2 separate regions of the Hordeum vulgare genome follow, and region 1 is linked to region 2. A link is a contact called in public Hi-C data. All regions are on one chromosome and are shown on one strand. The core of a region is the stretch at or near the end of the contact, and the rest is flanking DNA. Distances in the headings are between cores, read along the strand shown. Region 1 holds the start of LOC123397945 (probable WRKY transcription factor 54). Region 2 has its middle 13 kb from the start of LOC123398449.

What was found. A called contact is a pair of places that touch in the nucleus more often than the background predicts.
Region 1: a Hi-C map of leaf shows a contact between it and region 2, with 4 times the contacts expected there. The contact joins the promoter of LOC123397945 here to the enhancer-like site in region 2. A contact is called at or near these places in 3 of 6 Hi-C or Micro-C datasets (leaf and seedling).

What each region holds. Positions count from the first base shown.
Region 1 is chr5H:322,198,735-322,206,160 of MorexV3_pseudomolecules_assembly, forward strand. It overlaps LOC123397945 (probable WRKY transcription factor 54), which reads left to right and starts at 3,741. Exons shown (of 2, transcript XM_045092456.1): 1 at 3,741-4,297; 2 at 4,999-5,613. The coding sequence starts at 3,840. The coding sequence ends at 5,554.
Region 2 is chr5H:321,923,824-321,931,731 of MorexV3_pseudomolecules_assembly, forward strand. No RefSeq gene overlaps it. Among protein-coding and RNA genes, the nearest start is that of LOC123398449, 13 kb to the left of the region's middle. Within about 2 kb of position 6,233, at least 1 of the 3 cell types and tissues checked has open chromatin away from gene starts, as enhancers often do. A contact at or near this core is called in leaf, where this site is marked.

The DNA of each region.
Region 1 (7,426 bases), core at 2,491-4,990, 270 kb after region 2:
CTGCTTAGTAAAACACGCTATTCATACATTTGGATAGCAGTAGCGCAGGTTGGGTTCCTAGCAGGAGCGGGGCTTTAGCAGTAGGTAGGCCATAATAAACACGCTGCAGCTATTAGCAGCAGCGCATCTTAGTGAAACACGCTATGCATAGCAATAGCGCTCGTCCAAGTGCTACTGCTAAAAGTCAGTTGTAGCGCCGTAGCAGTAGCGAAGTCTCTCGTGCTACTGATACGAGTATAACCCGCGCTACTGCTAGGCTTTTCCCTAGTAGTGATGGGTTATATGTCATCAAAAATATACCGTAGGACTATTAAGCGGATGTAGTTTCTAAACTTATATTTTTCATCAAATATAATACATATTTAGCTAGTTAAATTGTCAATCTAGAATGACGTGTAAGTCTTATAAACCAAGATGGAGGAAGTACAACTATTGACAGAGAGTGCATGCCCAATCCATCTCACCTCTCATGTTTTTTATCGATTTGTAAATTTGAATTTATTATATCTTTTGAATCAAAATTTCAATTTATATTTCATTTGCATATGCTTGTTCCTTGTGATGAGGGCTTTGAAAGAAAAATACTTTTAAATACGTTTTGACAAGTTTTAAAAACTTCAGCAAGTTTCAACTACTTGAACTTGCTAGTACGAATATTAAATTAACTCAAGAACTTCAATTGACTAAAACTGAAACCCTAAGCCCTAAACCATAGATCCGTAAAAGCAAATGAAACTTGGTAACTTATGACTATCAAATTTTAAATCTAAAACTTGGTAGAGTTTTAAAAAGGTTTCAAAATGTATTTAAATTTGGCCTTGTTTGAACGTACTCGTTGCAGCAAATACAAATATGCAAATAAAACTTAATTTAAACTTTCGGTTCAAAAGATATAATAGATCCACATTTTAAGATAAAATAAAAAATATGGGAGGTGGGGTGGGTGCCCCGTGCAACTTTGGCAAAAATGACATGCACGGACCTGGTGCCACGATCAAAAGTTAATGGTACAAAATAGGAGAGAATATCACATGAAAACAAACATTCAAACAAAACTTCATGAAAACCAAATTTGAAAGTTTTTTTTTGGGAAAGTGCCTTCTATTAACATCTCCCATGTGGAGGGGCGACACCTAGGGTTCCCTCCGCCGCCGGCCCTCCCGCCGGACAGGCTCCTCCTCCGCCCCCATCCCCCCCTCCTCCCTCCCCCTCCTCCCGAATCCGCCCCCGCGCCGCCTCCCCGGGAGGTGGCCGGGCGGCACGCAAGCTACTGTCCAGCGGGCGCCTCCTCCTCCGGCTCCCCTCCCCCCCCCGCCGCCGGCAGGCGCCCCCGGGGCTGGCCCGGGTGGTGCCGGCAGCGGCGGGCCCTCCTTTCCCCGCGCTCTCGGTTCCCTTTCCTGGGGCAGGGGACGGCGGCGGTGTTGCTCGGCTAGATGCGGTCCGGTGACCCGGTGGTGGTGGCCGTCGGCGGGTGAGGTGGCGGCGCTGCTGTTTGGCAACAGAGCGGCGTGGTGGTGCGGGGTGGCCGGCGGCATGCCCCCAGCCCAGATCTGGGCCCTGTGGGGCTCATCTGGGTCCTAGCAGGTCGGCTACCGGCGTGGCTGCGGTGTCTTCTACATGGTGGTGAGAAGGAGCAGTTTGGACGGGGGGTGGCGTCATTGACGGTGCACCTATTGCAGCGTGATGGCGGGAGCTTCACGGGGGGGGGGGGGGGGGTCCCGGCCGAGCCTATTGTTCACGGGCCTGTTATGCTCCTGCTATTGCGTCCGGTCATCTATCGTCGTTGACGGTGGAGGTTGAGCCCTCCTGTGTGCCGAAGGTACTGCTGCTCCTAGTCCCGACTCCTCTTCATCGCTTTGCAGGTGTTTCCTTATGGTGTTGTGGTGAAACGATGCAGGGGCTTCAAGACCGTGTTGGTGCAGAGTGTAGGTCGGCTTGGTGGCATGATCCGGAGCGCCCGAGGTGCACGATGGGATCAGGGGAAACCCTTGTCGGCCTGGCCGACACTGACGCGGTGACACCTTTGGGTGTTGCCGAACCTTCCTGGAGGGCGTCGGGGCTACCCATCCTCGCGTCTCGTCGCGTACCGGGGGAAACCCTTGGTAGGAGCGTCGTCATCGTCGCATTCCTTCTTGGAGGTGTTGATGGGTACCGGCGTTTTGGAGTCATGGAGCTTGGTGGAAGACTCTTGGTGGGCACAACGGTCGCGAGTCTTTTGTGTTTTCTGTCGATCCGCCGGTGTAGGCATTTATTTCTTTTGTATTTTCTTTTTCCATTTCTTTTGGGCGTGACTTGTGATGTTTCCGCCCCAGCACCTATCGCCGGTTGTACCGTTCGATTGCTTTGTAATACAAAGCGGGGAAACCCTTTTTCGTCAATAAGTTATTTTTATTGCCATGCAAAATTCCAAGTTGAGACACATTACAAGATGTGATATATGAAAAAAAAGAAATTCTGCAATGAATAGTGGATTTATTCTTCGACACAGTTCAACGCTGATTTTGTTATTTTCTTAGCTCACATCCCATAATGTATTTGAATTAAAATAAATTCTTGGCAATAGAACATCACCCTTTAACATCACATATTATTTTGATATTTTTTCAAAACTTCAAATCACCATTTTCATTTGGATTTCACTGGTTTCCTCCAAATATTGGTGGCTGCTTGCATTAGTGCGCTCCTATGAATTTCCGATAATATTTGATCATGTATAGCTCATCAAGTTACACAAACATCCCCAATTATATGTCCAGACTTGCATGATAAAATGATAGGGCCATCTATATATCAGTTGCTCGAAAAAAAGTGCTAGTTAGTATTTTCAGCCGCTAGATTAAAATGCAATTGCTACTTCTTCTTTCTCCTTCCAGCCTTCTTTCTTCCTTCCCGATCTTGTTCACGTCTTCCTCTTCCCTCTCCTCGACCGACGACAACACGGTCCCATCACTGTTGAAGTCCTGCCAAACCCTTGTTGGTGACATTGTTGTCGCGTTTAAGAAAAGGTTTTTTCACTGTGACTTCCGATGAGAGTAGACAACCTCGAGCTTGGCCGCGGAGTCGCTTTCTCAGTCTCAGGCGTTATCTAATCCTAGTGACGGTCAAAATGGAAAAGTCTCCCTTCTCTACCCGCGATGCGGCGGCACCACGGCTTGAAGCGATGTACTAGGAAGCCCTTGGCCGATGATGGCACGACCATTTACGGTGTCTAGCTCGGACGTTGTCTACTCCAAGCGGCGCTCAATAGGAAACCCCGCCCCACACTTCACCCCCACTCCCTCCAATCTTACTCGCGACGACCCTGTCTTTGACAAGGCTCTCGCTCGTCCTCAAAGTGCGCATCGCATCGCCTTCTCATATAGAAAATCGACTGAACATGTGTTTTCTTGAATTGCTTAATGTTTACACCGGAAAGATAATATTGTGTTTTTCTTGAGAAACAACGATATGGTGTGTATGTAGGCGCGCGTGCATCACGTACACATGGGACAAGAAGAGCTAGGCCTATCATGCACATATGCCCCCTTCCTCCCCGCCACGATTGTAGCTCGGGTTGTCCCCACACGCACACTGGGTTGGATCCTCTTCCTCGTCCCCATCAAAACGGAAGGACCGCCACGTGGGTATGTAAAGTCTGTGGGCCCACGACTTTTGTTGACGTTCGGAGCAGGGAGAGATCCTCTACTCTATAAAGGAGCCTACGCGACTTCCAGAGTCTGAATCTACCGGAGCAACCAACATCTTTTCTTTTCACGTCTAGCTTGTCTGATCTGAGCAGCCAGCGCCATACACACACTCGTTCTGCGTGCCGCACGTACTGCCGAGCTATCCGAACTGAAATGCAGAGGAGCAGAGGTTGTGCCCCGGGTGGTGAGCACGGCTGGGCAGCGGCGGACGGCGGCGGGATGCAGCTGCAGCGCCGGGAGAGGGAGCTGGTGGCGCAGCTGCACGAGCTGCTGTACCCGTCCACGTCGCCGTCTCGAAGCGGCGCGTCCTCGTGTTCTGGCCTTGCGGCTGAGTTGTACTGGGAGCACGGCAGCTCGCAGGTGAAGGCAACGGCGTCGTGCGGCGGAGGCAAACGGCGCGGGGGTCGCAAGAGAGCCCGGGAGGATGAACGGCACGAGGAGGGGCAAGGACAACGCGCCGGTGCTGCGACTGCGACGAAGGCTACTACTCGTTGCAGGAGGAAGAAGCTAGGCACAACGACGAGGACGCTCGTCACGACGGTGCCGGATTTCGACGGTTACCAGTGGAGGAAGTACGGCCAGAAGCAGATCGAAGCGGCCATGCACCCCAGGTAAATAATTTATTATTATTACAACATTTGATGTTATTCAGTTGCTTAGATTTGCAGCCCCGGCCCACCGTACGTAGTACTACGCTTTCTCATCTTCTTCTTCCACACTCCGGCGAAGCTGGCCCCTGGGCTACAGCGAGCCCCTGCCCCCTGATGTTAGTGTGGTGGTGATAACAATTCGAGAGATGGTTGGCGGCGGCATAAGATTTTAACTTGAAGGAGAGGGGGGATTAGGGTTGAAAGAGAAAGAAAATCACAACCATTTATAACTGATGAAAGGCTGTAACGACTCATGACCCAATATTTCGCCCATGACAGGTCACCCTTCAGTTTAAAGATTTAAGAATGGAATGTTTACACTCTCTTGTCTCAAAACATGGAAAGCCGTGCAAGGGAGCCAATCAGCCAATCAACCAAACTAGTACTACTAGCTCTAAAACATGTCATTTCGTTATCGTATCCAGACCGCTCACTATCAGTATGGATACGTGCACCCATCTCCCGACAGTGATTCACCAGCTGGGACCCCTTCATGTACCCGTGATACACGACGATAGTAATCTGATATCGATGGCGTCATCATGCGTACGTCCAGCAAGACGACGTATGGTCTATGATGCTTACGCATGCTCGGGTTAATTAACTGCAGACTATAACAATGACTTAAGCTAAATCGCTCTTCCATCAATGGCAATTTGCAGGAGTTACTACCGGTGCACCAACAGCACGAACCAGGGCTGCCCGGCCAAACGGACGGTGCAGCGCAATGACGACGATGGCAACGACAATGGACGGCCGAAGTATACGGTGGTGTACATCTCGGAGCACAGCTGCAAGTCGACAGAGTCGGCGGCAGTGCCGGTGATCCTCGAGACCACCGTCCGCGCCGACACGGCAGCAGCTCCAGACGTCGACGTCGTTCCCGGTAGCAGCTCTAGTGCTATCAGTTCGGAGACTCAGTCGCCGGCAAGCTCCTCGGATCTAACATGGAGCAGCGGCGGGAGTGAAGACGGTGCCAATCCGCCGCCGAGAGCGCGCGACGATTATTCGCGTCTGTTCGCTATCGAGGATGAGTGCTGGTGGTGGAACCCGTCGCCGGCGCCCGCTGTTGCTCCTGCGTTGCTCCAGGAGATGGACTTCGACGGGCCGATCAGGTCGCCGGTGCACGTCGCGGCAGCGGACGGAAGTTGGATTAACGACTTGTTCGTGAACGAACCACCATTTGTTCTCAACAGCTGCCACTTGTTTGCTCTCTAGATCTTTAGATCTTTGTAGATGTTCACCATTGTGTACCAAATTTTCTCTCTATTTAATCACTCCAAGTTGAATTTCCTGTTTTTTTTTTTTTGCTTTTGTTTAGATACAGTGAAATACAGTAATAAGGGACTTATATAATGTTACACATCTTGTGCCTATGCATCTATATCACAAACCACATTAACAAGGGTTTGTCGGCGCCACTTGCTAGCTTACTATCTCACTAACGCCTGCAAACACCACCTTATCCTCATGGTCTCCTCTTTGGTATAACTAGTGGCTGACCTAGCGCTATGGGCCAGGGTGGGTCAATAATGTAATTGTGCATGTAGTTTTAGTTTTTTCTAATTCTTTTAGTATTTCTGCTATGGTATAAGTTTTATTGGTCAGCCTACAGCAGCGCCCGCTCGCGGTAGCCGACGCACCTAAAGACAACCAAAAAGAAAAATCACATGTATTTATTAATTTAAATTTTTTAAAAGTTATAATTTTTAAACCGAGCGTCAGAATGACGATTCATTTTTACAGTTGTGTTTCTTACGACGAGCTCTTCATAACTAGATTCCATATGAATATGTTTCTACGAACTTTGTTTTGAGCAACTTTGTGAGCTAGATGAGGCAACTTTAGTGCTATAGGCAAACAACTTCTTTTTCCCCTTAGTATGACTATCTACAAGCAAAGAATTTTGCTATCAGCTCTAAAAGCTTTACATAATTAAATATGTAAATTAATAAATGATGATCAGTTGCCTATAATTGATGCTCAGTTGCCTATAAATACTGTGAAAATTGCTCAATTTTAATGCTCAGTTGCCTAAAAAATACTATGAAATTGCTCGATTTTGATGCTCAGTTGCCTATTACTGATAATCAATTGTCTACGGTTAATGCTCAGTTGCCTGCTATTTGTGAATAGTTACCATAATTGCACTCGAGTATCACAAATAAGTTAGCAACTTTTAGAGTGTTTTTGCGCAATTCCAGTGCATTCAACAAACAACTCATGTGTATACACACGAGATAATTCATCTAGCATCAAAGTTGCTTATGTTTAGCATTACAATAGCCTCATCTAGCATCAAAGTTGCTTTTCAAAAAAATCTTCAAAACATATTCATATGGGATCTCGTTTTAAAGAGTTTGCCACGAGGAACCCAACGATGAAAACATATCATGACTCCAACACACGGTTTGATAGTTATAGCTTTTTAATTTTTTTTTCATATAAGAATTAATGGACATCCAACACATACGGAGCCGAACATGCACATCCGACCGATAATTTAACCATTTCGTAGCTGGCCACATTTGCCATTTAGTTACTAAAGGATGAAGTTATTTAACCTTTTAGTCATGATAGATAATTTTGAAGGAATATTCGTTGATAGGTGATCATACTACACATACTAATAAGAAGTTGCTTTTCTTTAGCACTAAAGTTGCCTAAATATAACCCCACAGTTGCTCAAAAAAAGTTTGCCGAAACCTATCCATATGGGATCTAGTTTGAAGGGATCATCGTAAGAAAGATAGCCGTGAAAACGGATCGTCGTTCTCACGATCGGTTCAAAAGTTATAGTATTTTAAAAAATAAACTGGAATGACTTGGTGCACACTTTCGCGTGAGGGTGCGCTAGTGCCAGCCAAATAGTGCAGCTGTAATTTTTTGTATTTAGAAAATTTCATTTATTAATCTCAGGGTGGGCCGTGGACCACTCTGTCCACCCTTTACCTCCGCCACTCAGTATAACGATGCCATCATTTTTCGCTATAACCCTAAGACCTTGTTCGGTTGACAGGGAAATGAAAGGGATTTAACAAAGATTGAGGAGATTAAATCCTTAACAAGTCAAATTTTCCTCCAATTCCT
Region 2 (7,908 bases), core at 4,983-7,482:
CGGGAAATTATGGGGGGTAAATTGGCGGGAAACGGGGCGGGAAATGGAGCGTGGAAAATAGCTAACATGTAAAAAAATCCCATGCACTTATTGGCCTAGCCAACACCAATTAGTCCTTATTGGCCTAAGCCAAGGCTGATAGGGACTTATTCGCCTAGCCAAGGCCGATAGGAGCTTATTGGCTTCGCCAAGGCCGATAAGCTTCCGGAAGCTAGGCTGACAGGCCTATCGGCCTAACCAAGGCCGATTGAGACTTATTGGTCTTGGCTAGGCCGATAGGTTCCAATCGGTCACGCCTAAACCGAGGCCGTATTATTTTTGAAAAATCTGAATTTTGTGCAATATTTTTCAAAAAAATAAATAAAAAATGCAATATTTTAAAAAAAATAGCTACGATCGGGACCCCTGCTTCCGCTCCCATGCGGCGCCGCCCCGCCGCACCGGAGCGCCCCTGCCCCCTTCCTACGGTCCTCTCCAACACCACCCCCCTATTGTCGTCGTTCCTGGGGCTCGCACGCAAAGCCTGTGTGCCACAACGGTGGCGGCAACGCTTCTACTCTGCTAGATCCGGTCAGGGGGCGACGGTCCTCACCGACCGGACATATGGCAGTGATGTGGGGCAACGGGGGGCAGTTTTGGCATGCATGTGACAGCGTACGGCGACGGGTATTGCGACGGCGGCTTGGGTGCCGGATCTGATCACAGATGGGCTTCGACGGGCCGCACAAGTTGTTGTCGTGTACCATACCTGTTCCGTCAGCAACATGCTATCATTAGGCTCGACATGCAACGCGAGGACATCGGGGGCTCTGACCCTAGGCGTGGGCGTGGCGGTGGTGGCCACCTTCTTCGTCGGAGGTGGTCAACCTGAGGCTGGGTGGTCAGATCTCAAGATCTGTCATCTAGTCCGAGATGCGAGTTGAGGAGACATAGTTGTCGGTGAAAACCGAGCCGTTGACGGGCAATTGCAGCGTTTTACGTCGTTACCTTGATGAAGGCATCGTCGTGTAACTATTTTCGACCCACTCGTGCTGCTTCGGGGGAAACCCTAGGATATGGTCTTCCAGATCCGACGATGACGGTATTGCATTGTCGTTTCTCTCTTAAGAGCATCGTTTGTGGAACATCGCTGCAAGACAGAGGCAAGTGGTGGAGCGGCTTCGTCTTGCAGGGAGCTTCGGTGGAGTTGTCAAGTCATGCCTGGTCGATATGTGCTACGCTGAGTCATGCCTGATTGGCAGGTGCTATACGCACGACAGATCTCTTCTAGAGTCTTCACGTTTGGACGGACGAACGCGCGACGATGGCGTCGTTGGGCGCCATGGTGGCGTCTACGGATGTCCGGACTAGGAAGGATGATGCGGATCTCTCCCTTGAAGATGGATTAGTGGTCACATGATGATGATGTCTTCTAAAACGTGTGCTTTTGTATGCGTTTTAGGTCTGTTGCACTCGTTGTTGGTTCTGATACATTATGTGAATGGATCGGCGACGACACCGGTTTTAGATATGAGGTGTGAGAGCATCTCACATTATCGAGTTTGTAGGTGTGATTAATGGTTTCGGATGGATTAATGTATATTCTTATCAGATCTTTATAGAGTAATTAACAAAGATGATTGCACGCATATATTGATATAAAGACCAGGGGATTTAACCACTTTTTCTAAAAAAAATGTACTCCTCCTATGTAGTTTCCTATTCATGTTTCTCAACTGTGGAAGTGCATTCTCACGCGGTATTAATGCCACTCGAGGTCTTTATTGGGATAGCCGATGGCGCTTGAATTCTGATCTCACGGTAAGCGTTTTTGGAGGGTCATGTACTCCTCTACCGAGTCACTCAACCCTATTCTCAGGAGAAATTGGTAAATCCTGCTACAGTGCTACACATTAATGGTTGTAGTTGCCATACGTGGTACTAGTGTTCAAGTCTATCCGTCAAATAATTTTATGCCATGAATCAATATATGTTCCTATATATTATTGTTCTTCCAGACCCCCCTAACTTGTTCTTCATGCGTATTATGCAAATAACTACAGTACTTAGAACTCAATAGATGCGAGAATCATAGGAGATTTGTTAATATATAATGTGATTACCATATGATTTCAGATACCAAGCTTGATGAATTTTAGTTATACAAGTACTCTCTCTGACCCACAATATAACATATCTTTGCAAGCTGTTTATGCATGCAAATACATCTTATACTGTGGGATGAGCCTGAGGGAGTATTTGTGTTTGTTGTACCGGTTTACAATTTATAATTTATAAGGGCTTATAAGTTACCAATAAGCTGCACGTAATTGCAAGGAAGCCGGGAAGGAAGTTTAATGCACTGTACTTGTTCAAGCAAATATTGTGTAGGGTACTTGCTGTGGTTTGTAGAAATCCTTCGACACTTTTTTTTGCAGCCAAATCAGAGAGCTTTATTCATATAAAGGCATTCTTGCGACAATCAGCCAAGAGATTGGTCATCAAGAAGTTAGAAGTTTCCACTAGTCAGTTGTCGGTCACATTTAACGTACAAGTATGCTTTGCACACAAATGTGCCGGAACGTTTGCTAGTCTGCTTACATGCTAAATAACAAAAGAGATAAAAAGACTACTAAGCTCTCCTATCTCTAATAGTAAAGGAGCCACAATTGAGCGAGAATTGTGATGAGTGTTCGAGAGTGTCATCAACTCCATACAATCAACTTCCATAATCACCTGCAAGAATCCCCGAAGAGAAGCAAACCGAACTCCCTCTCGCAGAGAAAGACCCTCCATGATCAAGGGATCTGAGATCCCAATAAGTGGCTTGCACCATGCCCCTAGGAGGGCCGAGGAGGAGCGGGCACCCCCTCCTGCACCCCCTGCCTTCTGCCAGACCGAGGGCTTTGTCCACGGTGATCTTAATGAAACCATCATCAGGCGGCCTCCATCCGAAGCCGGGAAGAATCATAGCATCCTTGCGAGGAAGATGAAGAAGCGCTATAGCCTCCTTAGTGGCTCTCATTGTTGTTGTGGGATCTCTTCCTTGATCTCCATGCTTGATGTGATTCCTGAAATACCAAATGGACCACATGATAGTGGTAATTTTAGCACGACCATCAGCCGTGAAGCTAGGATCACGGATGATATCCTTCGCCCATGTGTCCGGGTGGAGACTAGGGAGCCGAATTCCAAACCATGCACAAGCCTCCACCCAGAACTGCTGAGCATGTTGGCAATGAATTAGCGCATGTTTCAGATCCTCATCCGCTGCTAAACATATTTTGCATTGACGAATCTCTGTAATATTCCGATAGTTGAGAGTGAACTCATCTGGTAGAATCCTGCAAAGAACTCGCCACCAGAATACTCTCACTTTTGGAATGACATTCAATTTCCACAAAGTTGTCCACAACTGTTGATCATCATATGAGGTCTCGGTAGCCGTCCCTTCCTCTAGAGCCAAAGGCTCGTTCTGAGTCACAAGAGCACGGTACGCCGTCTTCACAGTGTAGTTGCCAGTTTTTTCGAATGCCCACGCAAGAGAATCATCACCTCCTCCTTGCCGGAGAGGAATATCGAGTATAGCCTCCGCATCCGAGGCAGTAAAATTATCCTTGACCCTATCCTGTCTCGAGGACCAATTTGTTGTGTCAATAAGATCAACCACTCGATCAATGTTGGTATTGGAAGGCCTAGAGAGAGGTATCATGGAAATTGTTCCTGCCATCCATTTGTCGGTCCAGACAGAGATGGTGCTGCCATTTCCCACGCGGGAGATCAGTCCACTTTGCAAGGCATCCCTCCCCGCCATGATCGCCTTCCAAGTGGCGGAGGCGACTTGGGTGTAGCAGCCTGCATGAAATCAGTGTCGGGGAAGTACCGTCCCTTTAGAACTCCTGCATGAAATCAGTCTACTTCAGCATTTTGTTTGGTTTACTTACTTTAGGTCAATTTAACTCACAATACTTAAATATTTTGGTGCTTTGTCCGTTAAGTTTTTTTCTAATTTACTAGCGCAATTTAATTATTATTTTTGTTGTCAGAGAGGGGAAATTTACTTGTATCTGTTGGCAATTTTTATTGAACATTATTTTGGTTGGAAACTTCTTTTTGGAACACTATTTTGTTTGATGAATTTTTTATCAGTATTTTGTTTGACGACTTTGTAATATCTGAGTTTAGATTGATTATTTTGGTTGGGGGCAGCAACTTTAGTTTAGATGGGTTGGAGTCCCTTAGCGCAGAATTGAGGAGCCACTAGTTAGGGAGCGCTTCTTCGGGAGCCTTCCATTGAGCACTCCCGTTCATCGTTATTTGACGCGTTCTCAGCTGCCGTCACGTGTCGTGCTCTGAACGTTTCCTCCGAATTTGTTTTTTATTTTATTTTTTGCACTTTTTTTGCCTTTTTAGAATGGTTTTTTCTGATTTTTTGGTGTTTCGGTTTTTCATCGGTCTTTCTTAGCTTTCGCAACCTCGGAAGACGGAGTGATGTTTGAAAAGAGTACTTCCTAATTAGTGATTTCGCACAATCGGGCGTGTGAAACGCTAAATGACAGTCTATTTATAAGGCTTACTCTAACGCGCCGGCCAAACGGACGCAAATTTTGAAAATCCCTATTCGACGCATTCCAAGTCGAATAGTCGTTGTTTCACAAAGGAGATCCAGCGATCGTTTCATCTGAGCCGACCCGTTTAAGCATTTCAACATCTTTGTTTTTTTGTTTTGAAAAACTTGTAGAAGGTTTGTGCACCAAGTTTTTTCTTATTTAACATTATTTTAAATTTTGTTTTCTTAATTAACAATGTATTAAATTTCATTTTTTTATTTGACACCGGAAACTTTTTCTTCCCTATCTAACAATGATTCTAAATTTTATGCCCATTTTAAATGTAAGTGACACTTAAAAAGACCTTTTTGCCCCTCATATGATATGTGTATATGCTGGACAATAACACACACAATATCAGTACGGACAAGTAGCACATACACACAACAACAATAGCTTCCGTGCAACAACACATAGATACACAATAGTACACACAACAACGCACACACACAACAGACACATGCACACGCACGTAACAACACACATAACACACACACATCACACATACACGCAACAAACACACACACATACACACGCAGAAGCACATGCAGCAGCACGCGCACGTGCATGCACAAACATGCATCAACGCACAAGGAGTAGCACACACATAACAACACTAACACATGTGAGCACACACACGCGCAATAGCACGCACACAAGCATAATACATGAGGGGTAAAACGGTCTTTTCACGTGTTACTTGGGCTTAAAACGAACAAAAGTATTGTGAAAGGCATAAATTTTAGACTCGTTGTTATATAGGGAAGAAATCATTTGTCGATGTCAGATAGGGCAAAAAATAAGCAAGGTGTTAAATAAGGAATTCTTTCTTTTTTTCTTTGTTCTGTTTTTCGTTTTAATTTTTTTCCTTTTTCTTTTTTTTTCTTTTCTCTTATTTCCCCTTTTCTCTTTTTTCCTTATGTTTCTATTTCGTTTTTTTATTTTATTTTCGTTCATTTCGTTCCAATTTCTCATTTTTAATATTTATTTTATTTCTTCCCTTTCTTTTCAAATTTTTTATAAATCATTTTGTTTTATTGTTTTATTGTCCAGGATTTTCCAAAAATGTTTGTACTTTTCAAAAAATGTTCATAATTTCAAAAAACATTCTCATTATAAATAATTGTTCACAAATTTTGAAAATATTTCATGTTTCAACAATTGTTTGCAAAATCCATTTTCGTGAGTTAAAAAATGTTCACCGTTCAAAAATTGTTGGCAATATTCATAATTGATCCTTTTTCAAAATTTTTGATGAATGTTTTTTAATATGTTCAAACTTTTGAAAAAATTATTTGGATTCTTAAAAAGAATTCCTGCTTTCAAAACTAGTTAAAAATTGTTTATGTTTCCCTTTTTACGGGAGAAAAATGTTAGTGTTTTCATTTTTTTATATATTTTTGGAAAATTGTTTGGAAGGTTATTTAGAATTTTTGTTTGTGTTTTTTACACCGCTCACTTTTCTTGCCTTGGTTGGCCCAGATGGAGTATGCCCTGTGCGAAGCCTTGCCAATCTGACACAAAACAAAGATCTTTTTATTCATTTTTTATTTGTTTGGATTCCTAGGCGGACGTTGATGTCTATTTTTGTCTGATAGCCCATGGGTGCTCCAACCCGGAATGACTCATTTCAGGGTGCTCCTATTCAACGCTAGAGGCGCCCATTAACGATCCGGCAACTGCAACATCGCTGCATGGGCCGGCCCATTAGCGTGCTTTCCAGTTTTCTTTTTCTTTTTTTCACTAGAAAAAAAAGCCCAGATTTACTATTTGTTTCGAAAATAAAGATATAAAATAAGAAAAGTTTTATGGATTTACAGAAAAAGGTTCATACATTTGAAAAATAGAAGTTCATATCTGTAAACAAGGTTCATCAGTTTTGAAAAAAGTCCATCAATTTGAAAAAACGTTCATTGAAATTGAGAAAAAAGTTCATCCAATTTGGAAATAGTTCATTAAACTTTTAAAAAGTTCATTAAATTTGAAAAAAACTTCATATAAATTAAAAAAACTTGATGTATTTTTAAAAGAAGTTTATTAGACTCAAAAAAAAATTCATCAATTTTGATAAAAAATCATCCATTTAAAAAATATGTTCATCAAATTTCAGAAAAGTTCATCGATATACAACAAAGTTCATAGAATTTTATATTTTAGAAAATATTCATCGGTTTTCAAAGAAAAGTTCATAAAACTTAGAAAATATTCATTGAAATTTTTTAAAAGTTCATTAAATTTTTTAAAAGTTCATAGAATTTTCAAAAAAACAATCTTCAACCGACGCCTAAATTGGCCGGCCCATTTACAAACGACATAGACACCGGTTAACAAAAATGCACCTTAACTCACGCGTGTGGCGCGAAATAGAAAATGCCCACATTTTAGATTATGGGCGCATACTGGAATTAAAAAATATAAATGGCCGGTGAAAGTCTACATCTTATATTAAATAAAACTGAAACACATTAAAATAAAACGGTCGATGGATCTAGGCAGCGACGACAATGACGTCCCTTTTGGTCAGGTCAACGAACGTATCTCGTGCACGAGCATAATTGGTGTTACCGGTGCATCGAACCTCGTTGCACATTCAATAATGTTTAAAAACATCTAAAAATAAATTAGTGCACTGATACAATATCAATGTATGTTGTTACAAAAATTCAAATTCAAATTAAAAACATTGCTCAAGATACAAAAATGATAGATTTCACATCAATGTGTTAATGGGTCAAAAGTGAAGCCCAACTTGTGTTATGTACTATTTAGTGTCAAATTTGTCATTTTTATATCTCGAACAATGTTTCAAATTTTAATTTGAGTTTTTATGACAACATACATTGATGTTATTTCAATGCACTAAATGTTTTCCGGATTTTTTCGAACATTTGTATGTGCAACGGGGGACTAGTGCATGGGTAGCACCAATTACACCGGTGCACGTGATATGCGTGTCACATGTTGGATGGCTGCCAAGGTTGCTGCTTGATGTGGCGCATCCGGCTCTGCTGCCTGCTAGACCGGTTGTTGTTTAGCCTGTGGACTGCATACTCGTGCGTCGTCGCTCGGCCTCGAATGTGCACTTAGCTGCCTCCCGCTCTTCCTCCCACTCTTGTCGCTTTGTCCAAATAGTATCGTGCATCCTTTTCGTCGGTCGTGCCCATCCACACAAGGCTGAAATCACCGTTCTAACCTTTCGGGTCAACATCTTCACAATCTAAACCCTAGATGGAAGTATTTCACGATCTGACCTTTTTAGAAACGCCGAAGGCCATGTCGTGTCTGAACAACACAGAAACACCGAGATAGCTCGCGTTTC